3 separate regions of the Sus scrofa genome follow, and regions 1 and 3 are each linked to region 2. Evidence: chromatin contacts called from public HiChIP or PLAC-seq and promoter capture Hi-C data. All regions are on one chromosome and are shown on one strand. The core of a region is the stretch at or near the end of the contact, and the rest is flanking DNA. Distances in the headings are between cores, read along the strand shown. Region 1 holds the start of E4F1 (transcription factor E4F1). Region 2 holds the start of TBC1D24 (TBC1 domain family member 24). Region 3 holds the start of ECI1 (enoyl-CoA delta isomerase 1).

Region 1 (4,152 bases), core at 1,579-4,078, 200 kb before region 2:
CAGCTTGGTGGAATTTTTAACTACTTCTATGCCTGTGTAAACACAGCCCAGATCAAGATATAGAATATTTCCATCATTTCAGAAAATTTCTGCAAGTCGCTATGCAGTCAATAGCAGATACTCCTACCCGACTGGTTTTCTGACTTCTGTCACCATGGCCTGTTCTAGACCATATTCCAAGATCTTACCTCCTGCACTCCTCTGGCTCTTGCTTCTTTTGGATCAATATAATGTCTGTGCAATCCATTCTTCTCGGTGTTTCTTTTTCAAAATTTGAAATTTATATTCCATTGTAAGAACATAGTCCCATGTTCTCCAGGTGATGGACATTTAGGTTTTTTCCAGTGTGGAGCTATTGTAAATAATACCCCTGTGAAGATTTCTGTTCCTACACACAGATTTGTGGGTGTAGGCCCTCATTTCTCCTGGGTATATACTTAGGAGTGGAATTGCCAGTTCATAGAGTAGGTGTATGTTTATCTTTATTACTTGCATTTTTTTTCTGGCCATGCCTGTGGCATGTGGACATTTCTGGGCCAGGGATCAAACCCACACCATGGCAGCACCCCGAGCCACTGCAGTGACAATGCCAGATACTTAACCCACTGTGCCACAAGGGAATGCCCTATCCTTATTACTTTCACTGGGGCCAGGGGGCAGAACAATAGTGGCCACAGTTTCCTGAGAGCATACCCTGTGCCAGGGGATCCAGACCCCCAGGCCCCCAATTCCTAATGTGACAACCCCCTGCTCTGCACTTGGGTCCCAAGTCTACGTAAAGTCCACTCTGGATCCTGCCCCCCAACCCCCTGAGGCAAAGCCAGTATCTTCAGTGCACTTAGGGCTTTGCTGGTTCACCCGCAGCCTGTTCTGCTGGCCTGAGAACATCTGGTGGGCAGGGGCCATCGTCAACAAGGGCAGGGCATGCAATGTTCCTGCCTGGTGCACCCACTACCTAGGAGAGGAACAACTCCCTCCCTGTGACTTCTTCTTCTTCTTTTTTGCTTTTTAGGGCCACACCTGCAGCATATGGAAGTTCCCAGGCTAGGAGTCCAATGGAAGCAGCCACTGTTGGCTTACACCCCAGCCACAGCAAGGCAGGATCCTTGAGCAAGGCCAGAGATCGAACTCGCATCTTCATGGATCCTAGTCAGGTTCATAACCTGCTGAGCCACAGCGGGAACTCCTTCTTTCGTTTTTTAAAGTTTTATTGAAGTATGGTTGATAAATGCAATTGTTTTAGAGAGGATTTCTGAAATAGAAAGCATACGAGCCCGGAGAGTGCAGGCTGTCTGTCTCCCCTGGGCCAGCTCCTCCTCGTGCCCACCCACACCCAGGCCATCCTGTCTTTGGGATCCTTCCCCACGCTGTTCCTGTGGAGATCTGCCCCCATCTCTTGAATGCTGGCTTTCCCATTAATCCTTTGGGCAGCCTCAAGTGGGGTGTTCTCCTGGCCCTGTCTTCCCAGCTGCCGCCAGAACCGTAGAGCTCCACAACAACCCAGCTGGTCCTCTTCTGGTTTGTCCCTCTCAGAGCCCATCTCTCCTGGATCTTCCTTGCGGACACAGCAGTCAGAGGGATCCTTCGGAAACACTGACCAGCACTCACTCTGCTTACACCCCTGGAATGGTGAATGAGCCCCCCGTAGAAAGCAGCCCCACTGTTACCCCCGCCTAACCTCTGGCGACGTAACCTGTGCCTCACCCTTCTCAGCTCCTGCCAGGCCAAGGGTCCTCGCTTTCCCAGCTGGGCAGCCCTGACATGGAAAAAATATCTGCTTGGTGCCCTTTCAGGGCAGAGCTGCCCACTCCCTGCCCGGGCCGTTGTATCGTGCTTGGGCTCCCCTGGAGACTGGCCTTCTTGGAGTAAAAATGGCATCTGATTCCCCTGAGTCTCTGGAATCCAGCTGAGCCACAGAGAATAACTGAGCTGGGAGAGCATGCCCTATGGGTTTCTAGCCCATGACTCTGGACAGACTTGAGTTAGAATCTTTGGTCTGCCCTTGAGCAAATGTCCTGTCAATTCTGTGCCTCAGTTTCTTCATCGTTAAAATGGGGATGAGAGAGTTCTGGTTGTGGTTCAGCAGGTTAAGAACCTGACTAGTATCCATGAGGATGGAGGTTTGATCCCTGGCCTTGATCAGTGGGTTAAGGATCTGGCATTGCTGAAAGGTGTGGTGTAGATCCCAGATGCAGCTTGGATCCAGTGTTGCTGTGCTGAGGCATTCGACCCCTAGCCCAGGAACTTCCATTGGCCACAGGTGCGGCCATAAAAAGAAAAAAAATTAAAATAAATAAAAGCACTTAGCTTCAAAGACTAATTAAATACTACCTGAAAAAGAATAAAAGGAGGCGTTCCTGCTGTGGCACAATGGGATCAGTGATACCTTGGGAGCACTGGGAGCAGCTTCCATCCCTGGCCCAACGCAGTGGGTTAAGGATCTGGATTTGCTGCAGCTGCGGCTTAGGTCATGACTGCGGCTCAGATCTGATCCCTGTCCTGGGAACTCCACATCCTGCCAGGCAGCCAAAAATGAAAAAAGATAAGAAAAAAAAAAAAAAGAATAAAAGGGACCATTGGGAATTCCCGTCGTGGCTCAGCCGAAACGAATCTGTCGAGTATCCATGAGGACACAAGTTCGATCCTCGGCCTTGATCAGTGGGTTACAGATGTGGCTTGGGTCTGGTGTTGCTGTGGTGTAGGCCAGGGGCTGCAGCTTGGAATCGACCCCTGGCCTGGGAACCTCCGTATGCTTCAGGTGCGGCCCTAAACACACAAACGAAAACCAAAAAACCCCATTATGCTAAGTGAAAGAAACCCGATGCGAAAGACCATGTGTGTCATTCCATTTATGTGATATGTCCAGAAAAGGCTAAGCCATGGAGAAAGAAAATAGTTGCCAGGGGCTGGCGGGGAGGGGAGACGGGGGAGTGACTGGGTACAGGTTTTCTGTTGAAATGATGATGACTTCTCAAACTACATTTCGGTGGTAGTTGCACGACACTGTGTACTGTCACTAACAGTAAATTCTATGTGTACTTATCACAACTAATTAGACAAGAGAATAAAAGTCTTAGGGAAGCTACCCGTGAGCCATCCCCAACTCGGGGGTTGTCTCGAGGTCGCTGGGTCAACATTCAAGGGAGATTCTGTCATCCGAGAAGGGGTCGGGGACGGGCGGCGAACATCACTCTACCGGTCTCAGTTGGAGCGGTGTCCTGGCAGCGGCCCTCAAGCTCATATCCAGGCGGGGCACCCGTGGCTGCACCACCAGCTCAGGGCCGGTCAGGTGGCGCTGCCAGTCCGCCTCGCCCCTCTTCTCAGGCTCTCGAAGCTCGTGGAACCCAAACCCAGCGCTCCAATCGTCAGGGTGGCCCAGCCCCCTGCCGGGCCAAGCCACGCCCCTAGGGCCTTCCACTGGCTCCGCCCCTCCGCCTGTCAGTTCGCTCCACCGTAACCACACCCCTCCCAGCAGGCCCGACCCGTCTCTTCTCACCTAGGGTCTAGCCCCACCTCTGTGGTTCCAGGCCACACCCTCCGGCCCCGCCCCGCCGCCTGCCCATCAAACGCACCCGGGCCCCGCCCCATCGCCCTCAGGTCTGTTTCTCTTGCAGGCCTGGGCGCGGCCCGTTGTTATGACGACACGGTCGTAAATCCGCCATCTTCCTGCGGCGCGTTGCGACATGGAGGGCGCGATGGCAGTGCGGGTGACGGCCGCGCATACGGCAGAAGCCCGGGCCGAAGCCGGGCGGGAAGCAGGCGACCGCGGGGTTGCAGCGGCGGCGGCGGCGGCTTTGGCGCCCAGTGGCTTCCTCGGCCTCCCGGCGCCCTTTAGCGAGGAAGGTAACAGGGCCGGACGGGCCCGGGCGCGGCCAGGGTGGGGGCGGCTCAGACCGGCTGCCGGAGGCCCGGGTGGCCTGCGCTTCGGGCGTGACAGGCCTTTCCAGACCCGGTTCTTTGTGGAGCTCACGTCCCCCCAGGGCCCCTCACGGCCTTGCACGAGCCCCCGAGTTCCTCGGAGCCCCGGGCCCCTCCTGCGGGACTCCCATCACCCTCTTGGACCTAGGTGCCCACCCACGAATACTCACAGGTGTCCAAGCCACGGGGGCTGTCCGTGTAGATGTCTGCGACCGCTTCTCCCGCCAGCCCTGT
Region 2 (4,089 bases), core at 548-3,047:
CGATGCAAGCCTTTCTACTGCGACAGGCCATGGCAGCGGGCCACTGCCCGGGAAGCCCACGCCTGCCTTGGTGAGGCCTTGGAGGGTGGCCCGGGGATCTCAGACTGGGCCGCCTTGTCCCTGACTCATCCTTCCCTGCAGCTTGCTCCTGCAATGGCCATGCCCGCCGCTGCCGCTTCAACATGGAGCTGTATCGACTGTCCGGCCGCCGCAGTGGCGGGGTCTGCCTCAACTGCCGGCACAATACCGCCGGTCGGCACTGCCACTACTGCCGGGAGGGCTTCTATCGAGACCCGGGCCGTGCCCTGAGTGACCGCCGTGCTTGCAGGGGTGAGCCTGCCATCAGCCACCCACACACCCTCGCCCTCCACTTTTCCACATCCCCAGATGGGCTTCTGACCATCCCACTTCTATCCTCAGCCTGTGACTGTCACCCTGTTGGTGCTGCTGGCAAAACCTGCAACCAGACCACAGGCCAGTGTCCCTGCAAGGACGGCGTCACTGGCCTTACCTGCAACCGCTGTGCCCCTGGCTTCCAGCAGAGCCGCTCTCCAGTAGCACCCTGCGTTAGTGAGTGGCACTGCCCTGCTTAGAACACCTCAGCCCAGGGCACCCCCAGCTCCATGCTGCTGTCTGCCTGTCCCCTGGGTCCTGCAGACCCCACCCCCGCCCCCGGCCCGCTCAAATGCAGGCCATTATCCCATCCCCCACAGAGACCCCTGTCCCTGGACCGACTGAGGAGAGCAACCCCGTGGAGCCCCAAGGTGAGTGGAGGTCCCAGAGGGGCAGGTCCATGCGGGGAGGGGGCTATGGATTCCAGGAGGGGAGGAAGAGAGGGTGAGGGAAAGAGATGGGCATCTGTGCCAACCTCCTCCCGCACCCTCCTCCCAGACTGTGACTTGCACTGCAAACCCGCCCGTGGTAGCTACCGCATCAGCCTGAAGAAGTTCTGCAGGAAGGACTATGGTAGGCCGCCCGCAGGCCTCCTGCCCCCAGCCTCCTCACCTTGCCCTACTTTCCTTGTGGGGCGTCCTGACCCTCGCTGGGTCCCGAGGCCATCCCCCACCCCTCAGATCCTCCGCTGTCTCCGGCCCCCGCCCCGTCAGCCCCCTTGGCCTCTCGGTGCTTCTCCGCCACCCCCTCCGACCCTCGCGGGCGCCGCGCCGGGTGCTCCTCTGCGCGGCCCGGCCCCGCCCCGCTTCGCCTGACCCCGCCCCTTTCACCTCCCTCGCAGCGGTGCAGGTGGCTGTGGGCGCGCGCGGCGAGGCGCGCGGCTCCTGGACACGCTTCCCGGTGGCCGTGCTCGCCGTGTTCCGGAGCGGCGAGGAGCGCGCGCGGCGCGGGAGCAGCGCCCTGTGGGTGCCGGCTCGGGACGCAGCCTGCGGCTGCCCGCGCCTACTGCCGGGCCGCCACTACCTGCTGCTGGGGGGCGGGCCGGGGGCCGCAGTCGGGGGCCCGGGGGCCGGGGGCCCGGTCTCAGTGCCGCCCGCGGAAGCCTCGTGCTGCCCTGGCGGGATGCGTGGACGCGGCGCCTCCGGAGGCTTCAGCGGCGCGAACGGCGGGGGCGCTGCGGGACGGCCTGACCCCACTGGCCGGGTGGGGGCCGGCGGGGCGGTTCCCACACATCAAGGCGCACGTTCTTGCAGTGTATCCGCCTACCGAGGAGTCATTGCTTGTGTCGCGCGAATCTCCATCTGCCCCACCAGCCCCCGACCTTGCCCCGCGCCTCCCTCGGTGCCTTGAGCTTCTGCCCAGGAGTGTGACAGACGCAACGACACCCCCGTCCCAACAAAGAGGGATGTGCTAGCCCCTAAGAGCGGCTTCGAGGCCTGCTTGGGCAGCTGTCATTAAGACGACTCCTTGCCCGCCCCCCCCACCCCGAGCTACCTGCGGCTTCCAAGGGACACAAGGATACCCCCAGAGGGCCGTGAACCCCCTGTGGGCCGGAACTTAGAGGCTCTGCGAACACTCCAAGGGCTGCCTTACCAACCCCACCCTGGGATGTCGTGGTCCCTCAGAAGTCCCACCTTCCTAAAAGTGACACCCCCAACATTTACGTACCCCTTTGTGATGCCAGGACCCACAGAAAGCGAGAACACCCTAAGGGCTGCTGTGATTCCACGGACTGTGTTCCGCCAAAGAGCGCTCTGACTCCCCAAGAGGCACTGTGGCCACGACAGACGCCTCTGGACCCCCACGGGGCTCGGTGACACTGGCTCTCCCACCCTCTCTGAGGATAAGCAGAGGGCGCTGTAACTCCTCCCCCAACGAGGATGGTGGCCTCTGGTTCCCGTCTGACCCGCTTGTCACCTCTGCCTGCTGGGAGTCCGTGTCCCTGTCCCTGCTGCGACTCTACCTCTTTTTTGGCCTGTTGTGTCCCTGTCCCTTGTCTCCATCTGGCTGTCTCTCTCAGCCTCTCACGTCCCTCCCCGAGGACCCCCTGCACCTTTCGCCCGCTCCGGATCGGACGACGTGCCCAAGCGGACGCGCGTCCCTAAGTCTACGCGTGATCCGGAGCGACAGCGGCTCCCGCGGGCAGCCCTGCAGACTCCCCAGATGCCTCCCGCCTCGCCGGCTGCTAAGCGGGTCAGCCCCCCCGCCCCCGTCCACTCTCTCGCGCCCGCGGGCGGGGGGCAGCGCGCGTACTCGCATTCCTCGCACTGGGACCCACGCACAGCTGGCGCATGCTCCTGCCGCCTTGCCGCGGGGCGTCAGCGCGCATGCCCAGAGCCCGATGCAGCGGAGACCAGCGGGCGCCCCGGGTGGGCAGCTGGCGGCGCGTCTCGGCTGGGGCGGGGCCGCGTGCGCGCGTGCGCAGAAAGGCGGGCGCTCGATCTCTCGGCAAGCTGAGGAGAAAGCGGCGCGGCGGGCGGAGGTGGGTGCGCGGCCGGCGCGGGTGGGCGGAGGTGGGCGCGCGGCCGGGCGGGCGGAAGCGAGACGGCCCGGCGCGGAGACCGCGGGGGCGGCGGGGCCGGGTGGGGGGCTGTCATCGCGGCCCCGGTGTGCTGAGGGAGGGGACGTGGGGGCCTGGCTGCGGGGCCTCTGTCCGAGACCCGGCGCGCGGCGGGGCGGCCGGCGCGCGGGTCCGGGGTCTGGGGCCCGCGCATCCGGGGCCCGAAGCCGTCTGCCTGGCGTTGCCAGCTCCCCGCGGACCGAGCGCCGGCCTGGGCGGGACGTGGGGCCGGGGCTGATCTCGACCCCGCCCCGCCGGACATCCCCCCGGGGGCAGAGCCAGCGCCCCCCACCAGGCTGTGTCCGCGCGCCGACCGGCTCCGGGCGTGGCGGCGGTCGGAAAGAGCTGTCTCTGTGTCACTCCTTCCTTGGGGCGCTTTCCGTCTCTGCGGGGAAGGAAATCCGCTTCTGGACTCAACACTTGCAACAGATTCTCTGATAACATTCTGCCTTCGAAGACCTGCAGCAGCGCCCGCCCCGGCCCTCCGCTGGCTCCAGGATGACAGCCGGCCCGCCTGCCTAGGTATCTATCCAGCCGTGTGAGCCTGGTGTGGTGCGTGCCCCCTTTGGAACGGACACAGTGCCAGGGAACAGAAGCATTTCCACAGGGCCCTGGGCGCTGAGCTCTCTGAGCCTTGAGTAAGCACCGCTGGAGGTCAGGGACAGGCTGCACCTGGTCAAGGTCCCGTCGCGGCAAGGGTGCTGGTGGCCTTGTGACTTCACTCAGTAAGGGAAAAGATGGATGGTGGGCTTCCTGGTTGAACACTTGCTGAGCTGACAGTAAAGGCCAGAGGTTGTCTAAGAGGCACAGGTTGTTGGGTTAGCGTGTGCCTGGAATGCACAGGCCTGCTAGTGGATGTGGCTGTGTTTATGATGCTGGTGTTGAGGTCTTTCCCCAGCTGCTTATTCCTTGTCAAGAGCCTGTCTACCAGTGGAAGCACTTTGAAGTGCTTTTCCTTATTTATATATGTATATATTTGCATCAGTGCCATCAGGAACACTTCTACGCAATGGCATGGGGCAAAAATCCTGTAATTTAGTAGATATAGCTGTTTTTCCTACTTGAGGCAGAGGGTTTCCCTCAGCCTTCGCATTCCAGCCCCAGCACATAGTAGCCACTTGTAAGCAATTACTTAA
Region 3 (4,467 bases), core at 1,804-4,303, 180 kb before region 2:
AGCTGGGCCTCTGGGCCGCCCCAGGGCAACCTGAGGTTTAAGAAAGCAGGTGCAAGCCCACAGCGGCGCCTCCAAACATGAGAGAAAGGGATGGTCGGCTTCCTGCTCCTGTAAAGGTGGCAGGGCCCAGTGTCTCCCATTTCTAATACGTGGTACTCAGCCTAGGGGACACGCGTGCTGGCTGAGGTCCCTAACTTGAAAGGGGACTGCGGGCTCTTCCTGACCCAAGAGCCCTGTTGTCACCAGCGTTTTCTGGCTTGTAGGGGGCAGTGCTCACGTTCCCCTCGAGAACTCAGAGGGAAGACGCCCGCCCTCTGAGAACTCGACTCTGCCCAGAGAGGAACGGAGAGCACGGTTCTGGGGCAGCCCGGGCGCATGGCACAGGAAGCTGCTGCCAAGTTGGCACAGGATCTACCCTTTGTGGAGTCCAGGGGCCTTCAGGTGATCCCCAGAAAGATGTCACCGTCCTCAGGCACTCCGTCCCGGGGTGTGGTGCGTGCCCCGGGGGCCGGCCCCACAACCAGGAGGGCCTGAGGTGGAGCAGCTGTCTCCTGTGGAAGAACCACCGGTCCACGGCCACGGTCCCCCTGAGCCCCACGACGAGCCCCAGCCAGGACGACAATCCCCAGAAGGCCGGGGGGTTCTCCGCACCACGGGACGGGTGGTCTGGACTCTGATCAGAGACGGCGGGGCCCCGGGGGCTGAGGGGCACCCACCGATGTCAGGATGACACCGCGGAAGACCTTGTCGTTCTCCAGCTTCTCCAGGCTGATGACGAGCTCCGTCAGCAGCTCCAGGCTGAGGCTGTTCACCGGGGGGTTCCTGAGCTTCATCACAGCGACCCCTAGTCAGAAAGCCACGAGGACAAAGCTCATGCCCAGCCCAGTGAGGTCCCCCCAGCATCCTGCCCCCTCAGCCGGGCCACGGGAAGCTACACGGGTTTTATTGGCTTTGAAGTGAGATTCACATAAGGTGAAATTAACCATTTGAAAGTTAATAATTCAGGGAGTTCCCGTCATGGTGCAGTGGTTAACACATCTGACTAGGAACCATGAGGTTGCAGGTTTGATTCCTGGCCTGGCTCAGTGGGTTAAGGATCTGGTGTTGCTATGGCTGTGGTGTAGGCCAGCAGCTACAGCTCCGATTAGACCCCATATGCCATGGGTGTGGCCCTGAAAAGACCAAAAAACCCCCCCAAAAAACAACAAAAACCCCAAAGTACCTTTTGTACCTCTTCAAAGGCAACCCAACCCAACCCAACCAAACAAACCCTTTGGAGACTTTTAAGAGGTGTTCACAGGGGCCAGGTAGGAGTGATTTCACTTGTGGCTCCTGCTTTAATTAAAACAAGTGTCTGGGAGTGCCTGTAGTGGCTCAGCAGAAATGAATCTGACTAGCATCCATGAAGACGCAGGTTTGATCCCTGGCCTCGCTCACTGGGTGAAGGATCTGGCCTTGCCATGAGCTGTGGTGTAGGTCGCAGATGTTGCTCGGATCCCAAGGTGCTGTGGCTCTGATGTAGGCCAGTGGCTACAGCTCGGATTTGACCTGTAGCCTGGAGACCTCCATCTGCTGTGGGTGTGGGCCTAAAAAGACAAGCACACACGCACAAAACACCCAAGTATCTGCTGGGCTCTGTATTACTAAAGCTGAAAACACTGTATATCAAAATACTTTATGTTCACATTCCAATTTAATAGCTCCTGATGAAGGAGCACATGCTCCAAAACTTTATTTTTTTGTCTTTTTGCCTTTTCTAGGGCCGCTTCCTGCGGCATATGGAGGTTCCCAGGCTAGGGGTCGAATCGGAGCTGTAGCTGCCAGCCTACACCAGAGCCACAGCAACGCAGGATCTGAGCCGTGTCTGCAACCTACACCACATCTCAAGGCAACGCCGGATCCTTAACCCCTGAGCAAGGCCAGGGATTGAACCCGAAACCTCATGGTTCCTAGTCGGATTCGTTAACCACGGAGCCATGACGGGAACTCCCCTTTTTTTTTTTTTTTTTTTTTTTCTTTTTTGTCTTTCTGCCTTTTCTAGGGCTGCTTCTGCTGCATATGGAGGTTCCCAGGCTAGGGGTAAAATGGAGCTGTAGCCGCTGGCCTACGCCACAGCCACAGCAACGTGGGATCCAAGCCGTGTCTGCAACCTACACCGCAGCTCAAGGCAACGCCGGATCCTTAACCCCTGAGCGAGGCCAGGGATTGAACCCGCAACCTCATGGTTCCTAGTCGGATTCGTTAACCACTGCCCCACGATGGGAACTCCTAAAACTTCAAAAACAGAAACATTTTTTATCTTCAGTGAAGTGGGGGATCAAACAGACTATTGACCTTAACACTTGGACTCAACAGAAACTCTGTTTTCCTTTTTACAGAAGTACTTGCGGCTAAGAAGTTCCCAGGCCAGAAGTGGAATCCGGCCAGCCAGCACCACAGCGGATCCGAACCGGATCTGCGGCTTCTGCTGCTGTGGCAATGCTGGACTCTTAGCCCACTGAGCGAGGACAGCGATCGCACGTGCATCCTCACAGACTCTATGTTGGGTTCTTAACCCGCTGAGCCACAGAGGGAATTCCAAGAAACTGACTTTAAAACTGAGCTTTATCTCGCAGCCTTTCCAAGTTCGATAGCTTTCACTGGGTCTGGATGTCGGTTCCGGGCCCGTGTGGCGCGGGCTCCGCCGCCAGCGGCCGCCGCGTCGTGTCCTGCCTCAGCACCTGCAGCAGGCTCTCGGCCGCCGGGATCCCGCCGCGATCCGGGCGCTTACCTGCGGCCGCGGCCGGCTCCACCAGGACGTGCTGGCTCCCGAAGCGCCGCGCGCCGTTCCTGATGCCCGCTGCAGCCTCCGTCCGTCCGAGGGCCACGCCGCGGAGCAGGGCCCCTGCGAAAGGCAGCGCGAAGCCAGTCAGCCTGCCGCCCCACCGGGCCAGGCCCCCGGCGCCCCGGCCCCCCGTGCCCCGGGCACGCACAAGGGCGGAGCAGGGCGCGCGCCGGGAGGCGCAACACCGCCGTCAGCGCCATCTTGACCGCACTGAGCGGGGTCGCGGCCTGACCGCCCCGCCCCTTCCGGCTCAGCCGGCCCCCGCCCCCCTGCCCTGGCCGCCCCGCCGGAGGGCGGGCCGGGCGCAACCAAGGTCACCGTCGGGGCCAGCGGGGAAGCGGGCCAAAGGTGGCCAGTACTTCACCTTCACCCATAGCCGCGGGCAACTGCGTTAGCTGCCGAGAGGGCTGCGAGCTGAAGGGGTTCTAAGGGGGTTTGGGAACCCTGGCGAGCTGCCTTCTAGATTCAGGGGTCACAGCTGAAGCAACCAGATCACACCCACAGACGTGGGCACTGGAAGGGTGCTAACGGGGAGCTTAGAGTCGTAGTGCGCACTCCGGCCTGTGGGTGGCAGCTACAGCTGGTAGTTTAGCCACAGGCATGGGGGGGGGGGATCATAGCCTGATGACCAAGAATGGACCATGCACAAAACAGCAAGTAAACAAAACGTGGGCAGCACACAAGTGAGGCTGGGGACAAGAGGCATCCGCACACTGCCGGCAGGCCCCCAATGCTCCTCCACAAGAAAGGGAAGCCGAGTGAGCTCCTGTCGGGGCTACAGAAATGAATCTGACTAGTATCCATGAGGATGCGGGTTTGATCCTTGGCCTTGCTCAGTGGGTCAGTGATCCAGCATTAGCTGTGAACTGTGGTGTAGGCTGCATATGCGGCTCGGGCCTTGCGTTGCTGTGGCGTAGGCCAGTTGCTACATCTCCGATCGGACCCTTAGTCTGGGAAGCTTCACATGCTGTGGGTGCAGCCCTAAAAAGCAAAGCAAAAAAAAAAAAAAAAAAAAAAAGTAACCCCACCGTTTTATTTGCTTGACCCTATAAGGCGGAGACGAGGGAGGGATGGCTAGCCTGTGTGCACTGTTCTGACCAGTTTAACGCTGGCCACGGTGGTGCATGACTGGGGGGCTTTGTTCTGGAACCTCCTGAGCACTTTCAGTTCTTCCTGTGGAACAAACCGGTCTACAATGTGTGCCTACGGAGCAGCCCAACACCCCTGTGTTTTCCTGGTTGAGAGGTCTTCAAGTGTGACTTTGGAGATGAAACCAAGAGTTTTCAGGTACCCATGTGTTTTTAATTCCCTCCAACTGAAGCTACCGTCTTTGGGGCCAAGGGATGGGAAGGAGGCAGTGATCCTGATGCTTGAGCTGCACACTATTCAAGGTTTATTCAACACAGCCCTTTTACTCTACACAACAAAGTACAAACACAACATTATCTAAAATGCTACAAAGTTACAAAACTCAAAACAGAAAATTTGTAGTACTGACTGTACAATAAAAGCCAAAAAAGCAATGTACACGTTGGTTGCCAAGGTATCCTGCATCGCCGTCAGGAATACCAACACAAGCACTTTCCGTGGTGACCTGCTACGACCAGACACTTTCATTTCGGAGAAAGACATGGGCTGTGTGT

What was found. Promoter capture Hi-C pulls out the DNA fragments that hold promoters and counts their contacts. HiChIP or PLAC-seq counts read pairs in DNA pulled down with a chosen protein or histone mark.
Region 1: a contact with region 2 is called in an H3K27ac HiChIP or PLAC-seq map of alveolar macrophages. The contact joins the promoter of E4F1 here to the promoter of TBC1D24 in region 2. A contact is called at or near these places in 1 of 47 Hi-C or Micro-C datasets (omental adipose tissue) and 1 of 2 datasets of contacts at active chromatin or transcription factors (alveolar macrophages).
Region 3: a contact with region 2 is called in a promoter capture Hi-C map of liver, with 4 times the contacts expected there. The contact joins the promoter of ECI1 here to the promoter of TBC1D24 in region 2. A contact is called at or near these places in 1 of 5 promoter capture datasets (liver), 2 of 47 Hi-C or Micro-C datasets (embryonic fibroblasts and omental adipose tissue) and 2 of 2 datasets of contacts at active chromatin or transcription factors (alveolar macrophages and skeletal muscle).

Annotation. Positions count from the first base shown.
Region 1 is chr3:39,771,700-39,775,851 of Sscrofa11.1, reverse strand. It overlaps E4F1 (transcription factor E4F1), which reads left to right and starts at 2,828. Exons shown (of 21, transcript XM_021086766.1): 1 at 2,828-3,843. The coding sequence starts at 3,684.
Region 2 is chr3:39,570,025-39,574,113 of Sscrofa11.1, reverse strand. TBC1D24 (TBC1 domain family member 24) reads left to right here and starts at 1,797. Exons shown (of 10, transcript XM_021086761.1): 1 at 1,797-2,875. It overlaps NTN3 (netrin-3), which reads left to right. Exons shown (of 7, transcript XM_021086754.1): 1 at 1-70; 2 at 142-330; 3 at 421-570; 4 at 714-764; 5 at 892-966; 6 at 1,235-1,453; 7 at 1,456-1,684. The coding sequence ends at 1,583.
Region 3 is chr3:39,749,328-39,753,794 of Sscrofa11.1, reverse strand. ECI1 (enoyl-CoA delta isomerase 1) reads right to left here and starts at 3,053. Exons shown (of 7, transcript NM_001285973.1): 1 at 2,973-3,053; 2 at 2,771-2,884; 3 at 717-844. The coding sequence starts at 3,024. It overlaps RNPS1 (RNA-binding protein with serine-rich domain 1), which reads right to left. Exons shown (of 8, transcript XM_003481099.4): 8 at 4,195-4,467.